Linked DNA regions of Sus scrofa: region 2 is linked to region 1. The links are chromatin contacts, called in public promoter capture Hi-C maps. All regions are on one chromosome and are shown on one strand. The core of a region is the stretch at or near the end of the contact, and the rest is flanking DNA. Distances in the headings are between cores, read along the strand shown. Region 1 holds the start of PLEKHG3 (pleckstrin homology domain-containing family G member 3). Region 2 holds the start of FNTB (farnesyltransferase, CAAX box, beta).

Region 1 (6,164 bases), core at 1,625-4,124:
AAGAAAGGAGAGGTGGGAAAAGATGGTGAGAGAACCTGGTCAGGGGCAAGGTGGGGGCTCCAGATGGGACCTCCAAGAGGAAATGAAGGTCTGCCAGGTCCCCTGTGGACTCCAGTAAAGCCTTCCTGCTGGTTAGTAGTAATTTCCAGCTGCCAGGGCCCAAGCCTGAGGACTTCTGCTGGGGAGGGCGGGCTTACCACTCTGAAACAAAGGCCTATGGACATGCAGCTGGCCAGAGAGACAGGACTGCACAGTGGCCGGGTCAGAGGGGGAGCCTGGGATTGTGATGGGGGGGTGGGGGTGGCTGCTAGTGAGGAGCTGAAGACAGCCCTCAGTGCAGCTGCAAAGGCAACACACACAAACCCCGTCCGCCCAGCGCCCAGAGTCCCCTCCACACAACAGGGAATAGCTAGATGGTTTCACCAAGAACCCTTCAAAGTCAGTGCTTAGCCTGGGCTGGCAGCAACCCCCCCACCCCACCCCCAGGCGTGGAATCTGAGCTTTCGCAAGGTTCTGAGAGGAGAGTGGGGCTGAAGGCGCAAGCCATACATCTGGAACATAGGTCCTCTTCCCCTCCTGCCCTTGTCATCTCTCAGGCCATGGCCTTTGGCCACCTCCAGTGTAAACACAGTGACCCGGGGATAGCTGTGGATCTGGTAAAGCAAATGTTTACTCTGGAGCTGAAATACTAGAGGCCAGGGTATAAATGTCCACTATTGGCTCCTGGTTATCTACTCTCTCCTTGGCACATATGGGACACATGCACTAAATTGTAAAGCTCTCGAGCCCCGCCCCACCGTTGCCAGCCACAGTGAGCCCTTTATTCTGCACAGGAGTTTTTGCAGCTCTCTCCATGTACAGGACACATTTTGATCCTTACCAGAGCCTCTGAGGAAAAGCAGGCAAGGACCCAATTCTATTCATGTGGAAACTGAGTCAGAGAAGATATGTGACTTGCTCAGGTCATGTTGGAGAAAGCACAGATTCGACAGTGAGGAAATCTGAGTTTTGGCCCCTATTTGGCCAACAGGAGGAACCAGGCTCCCATCTCTGGGCTCTGCTGCCTTCATGGGCAGGGGGCATAGGCTCATCTCAGGTGCCTTCCAGCCCAAATGACTCTATCAATCCCTGATGCCACAGAGTAGAGCCAGGACTAAAACTCAGGCAAAATCCTGTGCTGGACTCCTACCCAGGCCTGGGGTTGTCCCACTATCCCAGATATGCCACTTCTAATAACAGGCAGTAGGAAAGCTCATGGCAGCTCCTAGGCAAACCCCCTCCCTCTGACTCAGTTCAGCCCATGCCCACTCCCTGCCTCATCACCAGAGCAATATACCTGGGGAGCCAAGGGGTTGCCCGGCCTTCTGGGAAGGGAAGGGGGCAGCAGAGGCAGGAGTGTTAACAGCAGGAGCAGGACCACAGCGAAGAGGGTGAACAGAGAAGGGGTACACCTCTTTGCGGTTCTTATTCTCTAGGTTTTCTGCTGGAAATGATTGGGGTGAAGTCACTCAGGATTCCACTCCGAATCCAGCATAGGAGAGGCTGGAAAGGCACTTTCCTGAAGGGAGGCAGACAAAATGCTCTGTGGGAAGGCCTGGGGGCTGTCATTACTCTCCCTGCTTATTATTTCTTAAGCAAGGCCGGTGTGGCTGGGCAGCGCACAGAGGCAGGGCTGAGGAGACCCTGGGAACTCCCAGCCCGGGGTTCCCTGTAGGGTGATGCAGTCCAGATCGTCTCTTGGGAGCCCCAGAACAGGAGACCGGCCCTTTCATCTGCCAACAGTTTAGTGAGTGACTTCAAGGGTGCAGCTCTTAACAGTGGCCACTAACATCGCCCCACCCCAGGCCACACCCCTCCAGCCTCCCCCACTATTACAGTTCCCATTCGGTTCTTCCTTTTGTTTTCAAAAGCAGCTCCAAAGAGTAAAAAGCAGCTCCCTAAAAAGTCTTGAAATTTTCAAGTTTGCACCCCTTCTCTTAGCTTTCCAAACCAAAGGGCTAAGAAGAGGGAGAAAATTAACCGAACCCACTTTGGGAGTGGGCGAGGTTGAGACCGTGGCGGGCAATCGCCTATGTGCTTTCGACTCCCCGACGCCCCTTTTCTGGCCCCCAATCTAATCCCTCTAGGATACGATCTGAGATTCCCAGAGCGAGTACCGTGTGGCACCAACCCGGAACAGGCTGCTGGCGCCTCTCGAGCTACCGGGACCAGAGGCTCGGTTCCTTGCCCAAAAGAGTTTACCCTGCCCGGGTCCACAGTGCGAGGCAAAGACCAGCCCTCCTAAAACCTCCTGCCGTGGGCGCGGGTGGGCGCAACCTCGCAGGCTTCCCAGATTTCAAACTGAGCCTCCTGGAGTCACCCGGCGTGTACGCTCCTTTCGTTTCCGGGGTGGGGGCTAAAGGACAAAAAATGTCTCCTGGCAGTAGCCTCCCGAGCTCCAGCCCTGGAGGGTCGCCCTGAGAGAAGCCCATGCGGCCCTGGGCCCCCCACTGCCATCTCTAGTCCTCACCCCGCAGCGGGCTGGGGCGAGCACCCTGGAGGGTGGGGGCTTCAACACCCCTCCAGGAACTGCCGCCCCGCCGGCTGCACTGGCAGAGGGCGCGGGGAGCAACGAGGGACACTCACCGAGCAGTGGTCGCCTCGCCAGGTCCGGAACGCCAGGCGCGCGAAGCCACCCAGATGCAGCCGCAACGCGAGCGCGAGTTTGAAAGTCGCTCTGGGAAGGGGCCGAGGCTGCGGGCAGTTCCCGCCCACTGCCAGCCCCTTGGCGGCCGGGGCGCGGCCAGCTGTGAGCGCGGCCCCCCGGGACCCCAGCCCGCGCGCGCCTTCCCAGCGCCCGGCAGGAAGTCGGGGCCGAGCCGAGAGGGAGCTGCAGCGGGAGGGACGGAGGGCGGACCAGGAATTTTTCCAGTGGGTGGAGACTCTGGCCCGCGGCTGGAATCCCGCGATTGGCGGCTCGGCGGGGGAAACTTCGCGGTGCTGCGAGCTGGAACATGGGGTAAAGGCTGCGGCGGCGGTGGTGGGGCTCGCGCACCGCTAATGATTAACGCCCGCAGGTGAGGCGAGCGCGCGGCCCCGGCGGTGTGGGTCCAGCCAAACGCTGGCCGCCTCCCGGCAGCCTAGGTACGCTAAGACACAAAAGACGCACGTGGGGGCAGGGGGTTACCCCGGTGTCACAGACCTGATATCACCACTTCCCGATGGCCCAAAGAGCCCCCACTGTATGGACACGAAAGGGGACTCCCTAGTGAGTCATTAGCTGGAATCGGATTTGGGACTCCTGATCCTACCGGAGCAGGTCATCTCGATTTTTTGAGTCAGAAAGGCACGTCTTGAATTCCTCACCGAAATTCTGTCCCCGTGACCATTTACAGATGTAAAGCCAAACCTCGGAAAAGCTGTCCAGAGATGAAGAAGCCGATAACTTAGAGGGAGTCCACCTAGAGACTGCTAGGTGGGGAAAACAAGAGGCAGAAAGCTGTGTAATAAAGTTCATTTTGGTAAAACGAAGAGAACCTGTCTCCTGGTTTTGTTTGTATGTAATCATACGGGCGCGGAAAAGTGCACACCTGGAAAGTGAGAGGCTGAAGGGCGGAACAGGGACACACAATAAAGACAGACCGGGTTTGGAGCAGGAGCATAAACTTTAAAACCTGAAATAATACATCAGCAAAGGTGCTGGGGGGCGGGGGGAAGATGCTGCCACAGCACAAGATAGGAAGAGGAGCCCAGCATGGGAGGAGGAAAGGGACAATGACATCAGAACCACTGGGTTTGTTTGACATCCAGGAGAGATAAGTGCGTCTAGTAAACGACTTAATAATAGAGTTCATTAAAAAAAAAAAAGCCAGAAAAAAGAAAGACAAATAAGCTACTCCAGGCAAACGCGAGCCCCAGGTGATTTACAGGGAGGGGGAGGGGCGTGCGCGGAAGGAAATGGCTTTCAGGTGACTTTGAAACTGGATCCTGGCGGAGGGTGGGGTGGAGACAGCGGGGTTCCTGCCTACCTACAGCGGTGGGGTGGAAAGAGGTACGCGCCGGGCATGACCGGCAGGGGAAGCCGGACGCACATTCCTCGGAGAGGGAGGGTCGCACATTCCTCAGGGAGGGAGGGTCCGCTCCAGCCCCGGAGGGAAGGTGAACGCCGAGATTGGAGAGCGGGGCGGGGAGATCGGAGCTAAACAGCCAACGCGGTTCTGCCCGATACAGCCCGCCACGCAGCGGCCGGGGTGGGGGGAATGGGAAGCCCCAGTCCCCGTCTGCTTGCCCCAGGCAGCCCATCCTGAGGCTTCCGCTTCTCTTTGATCCTGCTTTCTTCTCTGATCACCCTAATCCTATCAATCCCTTCCTGCCCACCTCAAATTCTAGCCTCCAAAGAAGGCCTCGGACTCAACTAAGCCATTGGGGAGCAGCATCCGCAGAGGTGGTAATGCCTTACCACAGTAATAATAACTCATTTAGTGAGTGCTTACTGTTTGTATAGGGCTCCTGCCATGCTATTTACAAACTTAGTCTCCCTCCATACTCACAGAGGCCTTGTGTGCGAGTGTTAGGAAAATCAGGTTCATCTGCTTGCCACAGGAAAGCCAATACTCCAGAAACAGGTGTTGTGTTTTGTTTTGGTTTTATCTTTTTAGGGCCCCACCTGCGGCATATGGAAGTTCCCAGACTAGGGATCGAATCAGAGCTGTAGCTGCCGGCCTACACCACAGCCACAGCTACTTGTGATGCAAGCTGCATCTGCAACCTACACCACAGCTCACAGTAACACCGAATCCTTAACCCACTGAGCAGGGCCAGGGATCAAACCTGAATCCTCATGGATACCTGTTGTGTTCGTTACCGCTGAGCCACATTGGGAACTCCGAGAAACAGGTGTTGATTGGAAAGGAAAGGTTGCTTTATTCAGGAGGTGGGCAACCTGGAAAGATGACAGACTCCTGCCCCAAAACGAACTCTGGAGATTCTGCTGGACCATCATTTGAGGAGGAGGTCTGAGTCTTCCTTATCTTCCACTGTATGCAGACTTTCTTCTGATAGGTTGATGGTAACAGGGCAGTGTTCCAGCAGTCTTTTTTTTTTTTTTTTTTTTTTTTTTTTTTTGCCTTATTGCTATTTCTTGGGCTGCTCCCGCGGCATATGGAGATTTCCCAGGCTAGGGGTCTAATCGGAGCTTTAGCCACCGGCCTACACCAGAGCCACAGCAACGCGGGATCCGAATTGCTTCTGTCAACCTACACCACAGCTCAAGGCAACGCCGGATCATTAACCCACTGAGCAAGGGCAGGGACGGAACCCGCAACCTCATGGTTCCTAGTCGGATTCGTTAACCACTGCGCCACAATGGGAACTCCTCCAGCAGTCTTATGCTCAGCCAGAGGTTACCATCCCCAACCTGGATGGGGGCTTTAGTTCCTGCAGAAGAACTCAAAGATATTGTTATGCGTATTCCTTGATTAGAACCTGGACTCTGCTTTCGCCGCACTATTGTTTCTTTTTCTTTCTCTCTCTTTTTTTTTTTTTTTTTTTGTCTTTTTGCCTTTTCTAGGACCACTCCGCGGCATATGGAGGTTCCCAGACTAGGAGTCTAATCGGAACTGTAGCCGATGGCCTACACCACAGCCACAGCAACGTGGGATCCGAGCCGCTTGTTCGACCTACACCATAGCTCATGGCAACGCCGGACCCTTAACTCACTGAGCAAGGCAAGGGATCGAACCCGCAACCTCACGGTTCCTAGTTGGATTCGTTAACCACTGAGCCATAATGGAACTCCAGTTTCTATTTGTTTTAATGTATATCTTATTTCCTAAAAAGAGTGTAATCTTTCCTTATGGCAGAAGTCATGTAGGGTGTACTCTGCAGAACAATGCTGAATTCAGAGGAAAGAAGCCAGTTTGTGAGAAATCACGCAGTCTCACTTCTAAGAATAAAACTCTGGGTCTGGGCCCAGGAGTTCTAGACCGAGGTCGCTCCACAGCCCAGAGCCTCTCTCTTTCTGCCTTTTGCTTTAGTATCCTCACCCCCTCCGCTATTAAGTCATTTATTATTATAATAATACCTTGTAATGCCTTTAATCCAGAATCTCAAAGTGTTCTAACTCATCTTCAAAGTGCCCCCACCTGAGATGGAGAGATGGCGGTATTTTCCCCATTTTATGGGTG
Region 2 (6,164 bases), core at 2,518-5,017, 290 kb before region 1:
ACGCTGGCCTCCTCACAACCTACTCTCCACAGTGACATAAATGTGCCTGTTAAGCTCAACAGATTGTGTCAAAACCCTCCAGCCGTGGATCGGTTTGACTCCTGGTAGGAAACATATGGCAGATGCAAAGTGGGTGATCTGAGGAAAGTTAATAACACAGGGTTAGCAACACAGGGGTACTTCACCCCCTCCAAGACATGAAGGTGTGAAGAGAAGGAGTGGACAAGGAGACAGCTCCATGAAGAAGGCACCTGATAGGAGATGTGACCTGAAGTCTAGAGATACTCGAGCCCACAGTCCTGCAGGAAGGGAATACATATGTGAATCTCATCCTTCCCCCTCTCTCCGCTCTCAATATTCCCCAAGGCCAAAGGCAACCAGAAGCTAGAAAGCAAGATTGCCAGTCAATGCAGGTCCACCTCCTGGGCACATCTCCAGAGCAGGGTGGAGTGGAAGCCCACTGTGGCTCAGCAGGTTAAGAACCTGACATAATGTCAGGATTATGTGAGGATGCAGGTTCGATCCCTGGCCTCAAAAGTGGGTTAAGAATTCAGCATTGTCGCAAGCTGTGGCAGAGGTCGCAGGTGCAGCTCAGATTCAGTGTTGCTGTGGCTGTGGTGTATGTAGGCTGTCAGCTGCAGCTCTGACTGATACCCAGCCAGGGAACTTCCATATGCTGCAGGTGAGATCGTAAAAAGAAAAAAGAAAAAAAAAAAAAGAGGGGTGGAGTGAATCCATCCGGGGGAATAAGTGAAAGCCACTCAGCCAGATGGCTTCCCAACTCGATCAGAGTATCTGAAAGAATAAGATCCAGCCTGATTTCCTATTCTGGTTGCTAACTTCACAATTCACAGTGGCTCTCCACCCACCAGGCACACCCCTGCCTCAGGTCCTTTGTCTGCCGGAATGCTTTCCCCCCAGATCCACACAGGTCTTGTTTCCTCATCTGCTTCAGGTCTCAGCTGAAACATCACATCAGCAGAGGCTTCCCTTACCACCTTATATCAAAACCTCCCCTGCTCCCACCCCACCCATGCCTGGCACATTGCATCTTTATTTTTCTCCACAGCACTCCGCTCTAACACTAAGATAGATAGATAGATAGATAGATAGATAGACAGACAGACAGACAGACAGACAGATTAGATTTTTTTCCCCTTTTTTAATTGACTGCCTTCCTGGCCTAGAACAAAAGCTTCATAAAGGCATCAACTTGGCCTCTTTTGTTCACTCCCTTATGCCCAGTGCCTAGAACAGTGCCTGGCACAAAGAAAGCACTCAAGTATTTGTTGGGTGAATGCAAATGAGTGAATGGAACAGAAGAACCAAGAGCTAAGGACTCTTTCCACTGTTTAAAGGTTTAACTATTACCAAATCACTGTTAAACAAATGAATAGCATCCTGATAATCAGGAAGCCTATGACAAGCATTTGTTTTTAACTGGCAATGGCACAAAATTGAGCTGTCGGTAAATCCCTCAGAAGAAAAAGAATTTTCAGTCAGAACCAAAAGAATAACGGCAGTGTCTTCTGTAAACAACTCCTAGCAAGGTTGTTTTTTCTTATGATTATATCATCATTAACCTACAAACCAAGTACTCCTCTAAGCCTCAGTCTTCTCATCTGGAAAATGTGTAAGGATTGAATGATACAATGTATGGAGAGCATTTACTGGGTATGGAACCCAAAAAATGGAGACTATAATGATAATTACAACACTGAGGCAGCCATGAGGATTAGATACTATATTATCTTCCTATGATATGGAACTGTTTATCCTAGACTTTTAAAATATGAGCTGGAATAATGATATGGACAAGAAACACAAGATGCTCTACCATCTACCACATAGTTGGGCCTAGATTTGAAAGACATCCTATAGCACCAATGTTCCATATCAGAACCTAGTTTCCACACCTGGCCCAGACCTTGGGCAACTCTTTTGCAGACCAGCACCTTGTTGCATCCTTTTCTCCATGGCTTATTATACCTAAGCACTTAGAATATAAGTCTTTCCCTGACAGGAACTAACCAAGGGCATTCAACGGAAAAAGAACAAAAAAAGTACTGCACGTAAAAAAAAAAAAAAAAAAAGAGCAGATGCGTAAAGCTCTTTGTAATGCTCCCGTTCTTGACTTGCCCCTCTAATCATGGAAGTTTCTGTTCCGCTCTATAAATTAGCTCAACTTCTGATTCCCTGTTCTCCACTAACATCTTATCTATCCATAGCCTTATGTGCTAGGTCCATTCTGTTAGCTACATAAGAGGTGATCCCATAGTCTTAGGAAGGATAAAAAGAAAAAGGCTTGAACTGAATCAACTCAACAACCCATCACTTAGGAATATCACAAAGACCCTGTGGCCTTTTCACTGATGGGAGATTTCTTTGCAATCTTTTGCAAAAGACTTTTGTGGAAGGACACACTGGTGGGCAAACTAACCTGGGAAACTAGAATCAAAGGGTAAGTTTCCTTTCTACCCTAAAACCCACGAAGCTTAAATCTCCAGTTAAAATATTCCCTCTGCTACTATGTGCATAAGTGTATATTCAAGCCCTTGTTTTTGTTATCATAGTCATAATTATACAATATAATAATTATCATTACTAATTTTGCCAAAATCGAGGCCTCCAATCTCAGGTATAAAAATCAAAGCAGGTCCCTCCAAGATTAAATCTGGAGACTGATGTAACTATGAGGTCTTATTTTAGGAAGCAGCCTGATGCTTATTTGTTAGTGCTAAAAAGAATCCTTCTGATCACTTCCCCTAAAGACAGATGGGTAAGCACTTCTACAGTAACTAACTTGGGAACAATTTCCACTGGGGAACAAAAATAAAGTTCACTACTCACTCCCCAAACACGTTTCAGTGATAGGCTCCATCTACTTCGAGGCCTCAGTGAATGGCAAGTAGTCCAAAATTCATACTCTTATTACAGCACTTTCCAAACTTTATTGTTTTCCTGTTTGTCTTCTTCACCAGGCTGTGGGATGCTCACGATCGGGTCTGTTTTATTTCTTTCTATTTCCAGCGCTCAGCATTGTGTCCAACACATTGCTGGTGCTCAAATGACTGACTACTAAAACGCCCAGCCACGAGGCAGGCCTCAAACATGGCAATGTGGGTCAGAAATTAAAAAGACCATGGAATGGCATGTCTGCAGTCTGGCCACTTTTTTCCCCCTCCAGGTCCCAAAACTATGCGTTGAGTGGGGAAAGTGCACTATCCATCCGAGAACCTCCAAATGCCTGGCAGAATGGAGTGGGCTGTCCGACCCGCTCGGGCTGCTTCAGTCCTTCACAGAACAACATTCTGTCCGCTCCCTAAAGCAGAGGGGACCCAGGAACTGTCCTCTACCTCCAACCTCGACAACGACCCCTCCCCAACCTGACCCCACAAACACTCCACTACCCTGCCCAAGCCTGGGCGCCCGGAGCTTTCCAGAGGGGAGGAGCCGCAGTGCACTGTGGGAGCTGTAGTTCCCCGGTGAGTTCCACGCCGGGGCTGCCCTGAGGACAGCACTCCCGCTCCCAGAAGCCCCCGCGCGGGCGCCTCGCCCAGTCAAGCCACCTCACCTGTTCAATGGACGTGACTGTTTCCACTGAGTCGTCCTGCAACCGCTCCCGCGCGTGCTCGGGCCTCAGACTGTACAGCGGCTCTGACCAGACAGGGGAGGAAGATGGAGGGCAATAGTAGGTGAAGGAACTCGGAGAAGCCATGATCAGGAAAGCAGCGGGCGGTGTATAGGACTCAGCTTCGTCAAACAACAACGCGTATTGAAACTCGAGCGGGCTAAGGCGCTACGGGAAGCGGATAGAGTCAAAAGATTTTGAACGCGAATCGCTCTTGCCACCTACACGTCTCCAGTGAGTGAGTCACTGGGATGCTTCCGCCCCCCATTGGGCAGAGGAGCTGCTGCAAGAGGCTCTGTTTCTTGGCGCGCGAGGAAGGAATTTAATTTCACTTTCAACATTCTGCTCATTCTCACGTAATTGTTATGTTGGTAGTTCGGGTGCCCAAGAACCCAATGACTGTAACTTTAAAAGCCTTTCTGACAGCTCTCCTGATTGCCTCAGTCATGCTATTAGGAATAGAATTATTGTGCGCCTTTGCGTACATGATAACCGTCCGGGAGACGCCAGAAGCTTCTCCAAAAAGGACATGCTATCTCAATACTCAGTGATGGAGGGAAGGGGCACTGTAATTCTCTCCTATCCCGTTGAGGGTGATAGTGCAGTACCAGGAAATAAAATGCAGTAGAAGGAACAAGTGTAAGTGAAACAACCAAGAAAGTATTCACTCATTTATTCAGCAATTTTTTTTTTTTTTTCTTTTTAGCGCTACACCGAAGGCAGGCGTATGGAGGTTCCCAGGCTAGGGGTGGAATCTGAGCTACCACTGCCGACCTGCACCACAGCTACAGCAACGCCGGATCCGAGCTGAGTCGGCTACCCACACCACAGCTCAGGGCAATGCCAGATCCTTAACCCACTGAGCAAGGCCAGAGATTGAACCCACATCCTCTTGGATGCTAGTGGAATTCGTTTCTGTTGTGCCGCTAAGGGAACTCCCCATTCAGCAAGTTTTAATAGAGCACCTACTACATGTCAGGCAACTGTGCTAGGCTCCAGGAATATAAAAGTGAACAAACAAGATCCTTGCCCTTGGGAAACTTACAGTCTAGTGGAAGTGATAAAATTAAGTGAATGAACACAATAAATACATGAAGATTTGTGATAAATTGTATGAAGGAAAACAACAGGATCTATGAGAGAAATTAAAGGAGGAGGGGACTAATTAGATTGGGTGGTGAGGCCAAGCCTCCCTGCAACATGTAAGCGGTGACCTGGAGGATGATAAGGAGCCATCCATGTGAACATCCTGGGGAAGAGCCTCATAAAAGGAAAGAACAGCAAGTTTGAGAGAATATTCCACAAATACACTCGTGTGTTTGTATTAATTCTGATATTTAATAATGGAAAATAATATGATAAAAAGGATGTGTGTATATATATATATGAAATACATATGAATGAAAAAGTATATATCTATTAGAGATATATGATTGGGTCACTATACAGCAGAAATTGACTCAACACTGTAAATCAGCTGTACCCTAATAAAAAATAAATTAAAAAAAATCACCACTGGGGAGTTCCCGTCGTGGCGCATCGGAAATGAATCTTACTAGGAACCATGAGGTTGCGGGTTTGATCCCTGGCCTTGCTCAGTGGGTTGAGGATCCAGTATTGCCATGAGCTGTGGTGTAGGTCACAGACGCGGCTTGGCTCAGATCCTACACTGCTGTGGCTGTGGCGTAGGCCGGCAGCTGTAACTCCAACTGGACCCCTAGCCAGGGAATTTCCATATGCCACAGGTGCGGCCCTACAAAGACAAAAGAAAGACAAAAAAAAAAAATTATATATATATATATATACATATATATATATATCTGATATTTAATCTGAAGGGGTTCTAATAAAAGAAATTCCTTTTGAGTGGGGTTAATCATCAGATATGCCTCCATTAAATTGTTGAAATTGTGATTTTTAGGAAAACCCTGCTACCTTTGGACAAGCAATAGAAGAGAACCTCTTTCAGGGACCACATCAAAAGGACTACACCAAAATTATATCAAGGGGTTAAAATATTTAGAGTCAGGGTGGGGGTTCGAGGAATGGGAGAATATAAGATGATAACAGACTTTCCAGATATACTTGGACACAAGCTCAACTTTCTGCCAGAAGTATTTTATTCTGTTCCCACTCAATTCCATGTCACATGTCTAGGACCCAGGGAACCATGGTGTGATATTTCACAACCAGCCATTCCCCTGTTCTCAGTCTCTGGTGTCTAAGGAAGAGGCTGGGATGGCCTAAGGCCTCAGGTAGAGAAACACCATCACCATATCCATTTTAGAAATACTGTTGCTGCATTAATTCCTGGAGGTACCAGAATATTTCTAAATCTGAGAATAAGCAGGACTGTGTGGGTTAGGATCACAGATATGGCTGCACAACATGAAATGGTCTCATTCTTCCCTCTGTATTGGCATTTTTTTCTGTTTTGAAAAAAAATTATCTGTTAAGGTCTGGTCATATGTAAGAATTGCACTTTTTTTTTTTTTGTAAAGGGTTGCTCTGGGGGCTAGAAATTGAAACTGAG

Evidence for each region. Promoter capture Hi-C pulls out the DNA fragments that hold promoters and counts their contacts.
Region 2: a promoter capture Hi-C map of liver shows a contact between it and region 1, with 4 times the contacts expected there. The contact joins the promoter of FNTB here to the promoter of PLEKHG3 in region 1. A contact is called at or near these places in 1 of 5 promoter capture datasets (liver) and 1 of 2 datasets of contacts at active chromatin or transcription factors (alveolar macrophages).

What each region holds. Positions count from the first base shown.
Region 1 is chr7:88,761,186-88,767,349 of Sscrofa11.1, reverse strand. PLEKHG3 (pleckstrin homology domain-containing family G member 3) reads right to left here and starts at 2,874. Exons shown (of 19, transcript XM_005666312.3): 1 at 2,626-2,874. It overlaps LOC102158547, which reads left to right and starts at 600. Exons shown (of 4, transcript XM_021100073.1): 1 at 600-661; 2 at 2,127-2,366; 3 at 2,517-3,056; 4 at 3,375-3,607. The coding sequence starts at 600. The coding sequence ends at 3,429.
Region 2 is chr7:89,050,237-89,056,400 of Sscrofa11.1, reverse strand. It overlaps FNTB (farnesyltransferase, CAAX box, beta), which reads right to left and starts at 3,767. Exons shown (of 12, transcript NM_001244680.1): 1 at 3,575-3,767. The coding sequence starts at 3,718.